2 separate regions of the Ovis aries genome follow, and region 2 is linked to region 1. Evidence: chromatin contacts called from public Hi-C data. All regions are on one chromosome and are shown on one strand. Each heading gives the region's core, a stretch centred on a gene start, on an enhancer-like site or on the middle of the called end of the contact. The rest is flanking DNA. Distances are from core to core; before and after follow the strand shown. Region 1 holds the start of UNC119B (unc-119 lipid binding chaperone B). Region 2 holds the start of SPPL3 (signal peptide peptidase like 3).

Region 1 (2,700 bases), core at 100-2,599:
ATTATGTACCTCACAGTCTTCCCCAACAAAGTGGGAGCTCTTCCACAGCACCATGCTGTGCAAGCCTTCCTGCACTCATTCATTCATTGTCAGTCCGTCATTACTGAGCACCTGGTGCTTTCAAATTGTGCTGCTGGAGAAGACTCTTGAGAATCCCTTAGCAAGGAGATGAAACCAGCCAATCCTAAAGAAAATCAATCTTGAATATTTGTTGGAAAGACTGAAGCTCGACTACTTTGGCCACCTGATGCGAAGAGTCAACTCATTGGAAAAGACTCTGAGGCTGGGAAAGATCGAGCGCAGGGGAAGAGGGGCACAGAGGATGAGATGGTTGGATAGCATCAACAGCTCAATGGATATGAGTTTGAGCTAACTCCAGGAGGCAGTGAAAGACAGGAAAGCCTGGAGTGCTGCAGTCCATGGAGTCTCAGAGAGTCATGACTTAGCCACTGAACAACAGGCATTAGTTCAGTTCAGTTCAGTCGCTCAGTCACGTCCGACTCTGCGACACCATGGACCTCAGCCGCCAGGCCTCCCTGTCCATCACCAACTCTTCGAGTTTACTCAAACTCATGTCCATTGAGTTGGCGATGCCGTCCAACCATCTCATCCTCTGGCGTCCCCTTCTCCTCCTGCCTTCAATCTTTCCCAGCATCAGGGTCTTTTCAAATGAGTCAGTTCTTCGAGTCAGGTGGCCAAAGTGTTGGAGTTTCAGCTTCAACATCAGTTTTTCCAATGTATATTCAGGACTGATTTCCTTTAGGATGGACAGGTTGAATCTCCTTGCAGTCCAAGGGACTCTCAAGAGTCTTCTCCAACACCACAGTTCAAAAGCATCAATTCTTTGGTGCTCAGCTTTCTTGATAGGCTGCCAAGATACAGTGGTGAATACAGCAGACTCAATCCCTGCCCCCTTTCATATTCTTATATTCCTTGTAGCCTAGTTCAATGTCTAGCCCAAAGCCTGACGCAGTAGGGTTTAAGAATGGCAATCTAATCTGAAAGCTGCTTTTGCACAGCAAACAGTCTTACCTTCTAGACTGCAGATGAAAACACATTTTCTCAAGATGCCTTGTTTACATTTTATGTGCTAGAAAGTCATTTGACCGTACGAAATATATATGTTAGATGTTTGGGGTGACTTCGGGGGCCAAGTGGAGAGTCCGGGGTACTAACGCGGCGGCCCACCTGGATGGACCAGCGCTGGAGAAAGGGTTTGGCGGGGAGGGTAGAGGCGGGGAGCGCCAGCGACGCGGCTCGCAGGCTCCGCCCACCTCGGCCCCGCCTCCAGGTCGCGGCCCGGCCCCGCCCCCTCTCTCCATAGTTACGGCGCTGCGGAGGCGGCGGCCATCTTGGCGGTGGAGCGATGAGCGGGTCGAATTCGAAGGCTGCGGCCTTGGGGTCGGCCGTTGGGCCCGGGGGGCTAGTAACTGGCAAGGAAGAGAAGAAGAAGGCGGGCGGCGGCGTCCTGAACAGGCTCAAGGCGCGGCGGCAGGCGCCCCACCACGCGGCAGACGACGGCATCGGGGCAGCGGTCACGGAGCAGGAGCTGCTGGCTCTGGACACCATCCGGCCCGAGCACGTCCTGCGCCTCAGCCGGGTCACCGAGAGTGAGTGCGGGGCCGGCCGCGTCCTCCCCTCGGCGCCGGGCCCCCGGGCCGCGGGGCAGTCGGACCCCCGGGCCCCGTGTCGCTTTCCGCGGAGCCGGCCGCTCGCCGCTCGGCGGGCCCAGGGGGTCCACCCAGGCGCCCCCGACTGGCCAGGCCTCGCTGCCCACTGCTCCGCCCGGCCGAGTCGGCGCTCTCCACCCTCACCTTCACCTGGTTGGGATGGGTCCCCTTGAGCTCGGCTGCCCTCCCCTGACTCCGGCCACGTCAGGCTTCCTTGTGGCCCGTCCCGGTTGGGCCCTCAGGCCGGGCCGACCGTTCTCCTCCTTAGCTGGATCTCTTTGGGTGGGGACAGACCCCGTCTTGGCTTCTTAACTAGCTCCTCCTGACCCTGGCAAGTGGGCCGCTGCCTCTCCCCCACTCCCTCAGCCCCCAGCTCGCTGCTGTTAGTGAAGTTCCTGCTCAGCTTGGCCCCCTCGACCTGAGCCAGCTTCTGCTGCCCTCTGCCAGCCCAGACCCCTACCTGCTTTCTCCGCGTTTCCCTCCACTCCGGCCCCTCGGACAGCCCCTCGTCGTTCCAGCCTGCCTCGGCTCCCTGCCTCGGCCCCCTGCCTCTTTTGGGTCCCAAGCGTTGCCCTCTTTGTGTGCAGGTGGCCTTTTCTTTCCTTAAGTACATTGCCGCGGCGTTTCCGGCTGCATTTATGTGTATATAATGTATATATTAATAAAGTTTCAGTTCGACGTATAAAACCGAAATGTGAATCCTGCTTTTGACACCTGGTCTAGTGATTGACGAATGTCAGAGTATCAGAGATGCATTTCTTGCATAGGATGCAACGGTTTCACACCGTCTGTTGATAGAAGTAGTACATAGCCCGCCCCCTGTCCTGGCTCTCCTCCCTCTTGTTCTCATGCTCTGACTTGCTGCCCTTTCTCTTACTGCTGTTTCCCCGAGTTTCCAGTCCATAGGTTAGATCCTGCTTGCCCAGCCCACCCACCTGCCCCATCCTCTGGACTTCTAACTTTGAAGCCCCAGCACCAGCTTGATGAATTAAGGCTGCTCTCCTTTTATCTGTTGACTTGCTTTGGTCGG
Region 2 (2,700 bases), core at 26-2,525, 170 kb after region 1:
CCGACCCTCACAAAGATTTCTGCCAGGCCCCACTGTCATCAGCGACTTCCTCTCCAAAATCCAGTTATCCAAACAGGCTCCCCTTCCAACCTCTTCAGCAGGGTGTAGCCTCCAGGGTTCCCCGGACTCTCCCCTTCCGCGGCTTTCCTCTGCTCACGTCTGGGCCTCTGCCCACCTCACCAACTCTTCCCTTCACTCCCCATCCCAGGGGTAAGGAGCAGCCCCAGTGGAGGTGGCTCCTCCTCCCTGACAACTTCCAAGTTCGACCTCGTATCACCTGTTCTCAGAAGATGCCTCTCGGCCCGGTGGCCCCCCGCCTTTGCCCCGACCCGCCCCTCTCCACCTTGTCCATTCCTCCTTTCCAGCAGCCTCCCGCCTCGGGTCGGTTCCGGAGTGCCCGTGGGAATCCATTTCCCTCGCGTGGGCTTCCCACCTCGGGGTCAAGCTCCCCTTTCTCCATCACCTGCTCCGCCCATGACCAGATGACATCCGCCGCGGCCGCCGCCTCCTCCAAGCCCCTCCTCGGACGCCGGGCCCCCGGCCGCTCACCGCCTTCCGCGAGCGCCAGCCGCCCCCTCCGGCAGGGGGCGAGGGGGGCGTGCACCCCTATGCCGCGGCCCCCAGCCCCCCGCCACCCCCGAAGCGCACCTGTTCCTCCTCCTCTTCCTCGCCGGCCGGCCGCGCCGGCGTCCCGACCCCCACCCTCGCCGCGCCCCGGCCTCCCCGAGCCCCGCACTCACCACGAGTAGGTCTGCTCCGCCATGGCGCTGACTCTCGAGGGCTCTGCTGCAGGCTCGGGCCGGGCCGGGCCCGGCGGCAGGGGAACAAACGGGCGGCGGGCTCGCTCGGGCCGGGAGCGGAAGGCGCGGCCGCGGCCCGGCGCTCGCTCGCTCGCTCACACCGCGGGCGGACGAGCCGGGAAAGTGACTGGCGGGGAGAGGCCGGGCTCCGAGGCGGACCCGCTCCCTGGGCCCCGGGGCGGGGCGGGCTCCGCTCTCGGCCTCCCTCACCGGCGGCGGCGGCGGCGGCTCCGCTGCGGCTCTAAACCCAACATGGCGGCGCGGCGGCGGCACTGAGAACAAGGGGGCCCCGGGGCGGGCGAACGGCAAGAGGGCCCCGCGCTCACTGCGCGCTGGGCCGCAGGGGCGCCGCGCTCGTGCGGCGGCGGCGGCGGCCCGGGGACATGGCCGGCGGGCGGAGGCGGAGGCGGCGGCGACTGAGGGGGGCGCTAGGCGGTGAGGCGAGGCCGCTCGGCTCACACCCGCCAAGGGGAGGCGAGGAGGGGGCGGGGGGTGAGCCTTGGCCCTGCGTGGGTCACGTGCCCAAAACACGCTCACGTGACGCGCGCGCCCCGCCCCTCGCGCCGGGCCCATGCGCGGAGACGTCGGTTCCTCGGTTCGAGGCGACTGTTGCTCGCTCGGCTTCTGGCGGTTGCGCCGCCTCCCGCCGCTTGGTGCCGCCCCCTCCCCACGCGGGGCGGTCGCCTCTGGGGGGCCCTCTTCCCTTCCCCTTTCCGAGGGGCTGCTGCAGCCAGCCAGTCAGGAACCCCGTGCGCGTCTGTTGACTACCGCTCAGCTGTCACCCATCCATCAAGAGTCTGCTGGCCACGGGCTCCCAAGTGTCAGTCAACCTGTCAGTCAGCAGGCGGGACGCTGCCTCGCTTAGCTGGTCTGCTCGTTGGTTCATTCATTCGTTTAGCAAATAACTCCACGCAGCCAGCTTTTATTGCGCCCAGGCTCTGTGCCAAGTCCTCGAGGGGCCAAGTCGAATACCCCATACTGGCCTTCATGTGATCCATCAACAGATATTTATTGGGTGCCAACCATGTATCAGTTCATTCTGCTGGTCTGCCCTCTGAGCGCTTACATTCTACAGGAAAAGACTTACAGATAGCCCAAGCCGACAAATAAGTGAAGGTGCTTGCAGATGCTGATAAGTTTTATGAAGATGATAACACAAGGTAATGGGACACAGTAGAGGGGGTGTGCAGCCTAGTCTCCATGGTGAAGGAAGGCCTGGCAGAGAAGGTGACAGCTGACACCTGAAGGATGAGAAGGAGCTGACCACGCAAGAGCAAAGCTCAGGGAACAGTCCATCTGGAGGCAGACACAGAAGAAAATTTAATGGGGCTCGACCAGATTCACAGAGAAGGCAATGGCAACCCACTCCAGTACTCCTGCCAGGAAAATCCCATGGACGGGGGAGCCTGGTAGGCTGCTGTCCATGGGGTCGCTAAGAGTCTGACATGACTGAGCAACTTCACTTTCACTTTTCACTTTCATGCATTGGAGAAGGAAATGGCAACCCACTCCAGTGTTCCTGCCTGGAGAATCCCAGGGACGGTGGAGCCTGGTGGGCTGCTGTCTATGGGGTCGCACAGAGTCGGACACAACTGAAGCAACTTAGCAGCAGCAGCAGCAGCAGACAAGAGGAGGGAGAGATGAACTGAATCCCGGGGCACTGGGCAATACTTTGCTAGGAGTTGATGAGGTGGTCTGAAAGAGTGAGCGTGTTGATAGGAGAAAAGACACTCTTTAGAAAGAGAATGACATGAGGCAAGTCCCAACGATGTGAAGGCTTGGAGTGAGCTTGGATCCAGGAGTGGGATGGATGATTCCTGCTGCGGAGTGTTCAGAGAAGAGACTGAAAGACTGCTCTGAGGCTAGACTTTGAAGGGCCTAGCTAAGCCTCCCGGCCACT

What was found. Hi-C and Micro-C count contacts between places; a contact is called where the count stands out from the background.
Region 2: a contact with region 1 is called in a Hi-C map of liver, with 2.2 times the contacts expected there. The contact joins the promoter of SPPL3 here to the promoter of UNC119B in region 1. A contact is called at or near these places in 2 of 16 Hi-C or Micro-C datasets (liver and muscle).

What each region holds. Positions count from the first base shown.
Region 1 is chr17:63,087,473-63,090,172 of ARS-UI_Ramb_v3.0, forward strand. UNC119B (unc-119 lipid binding chaperone B) reads left to right here and starts at 1,350. Exons shown (of 4, transcript XM_042234692.1): 1 at 1,350-1,610. The coding sequence starts at 1,367.
Region 2 is chr17:63,259,839-63,262,538 of ARS-UI_Ramb_v3.0, forward strand. SPPL3 (signal peptide peptidase like 3) reads right to left here and starts at 1,276. Exons shown (of 12, transcript XM_042234693.1): 1 at 741-1,276.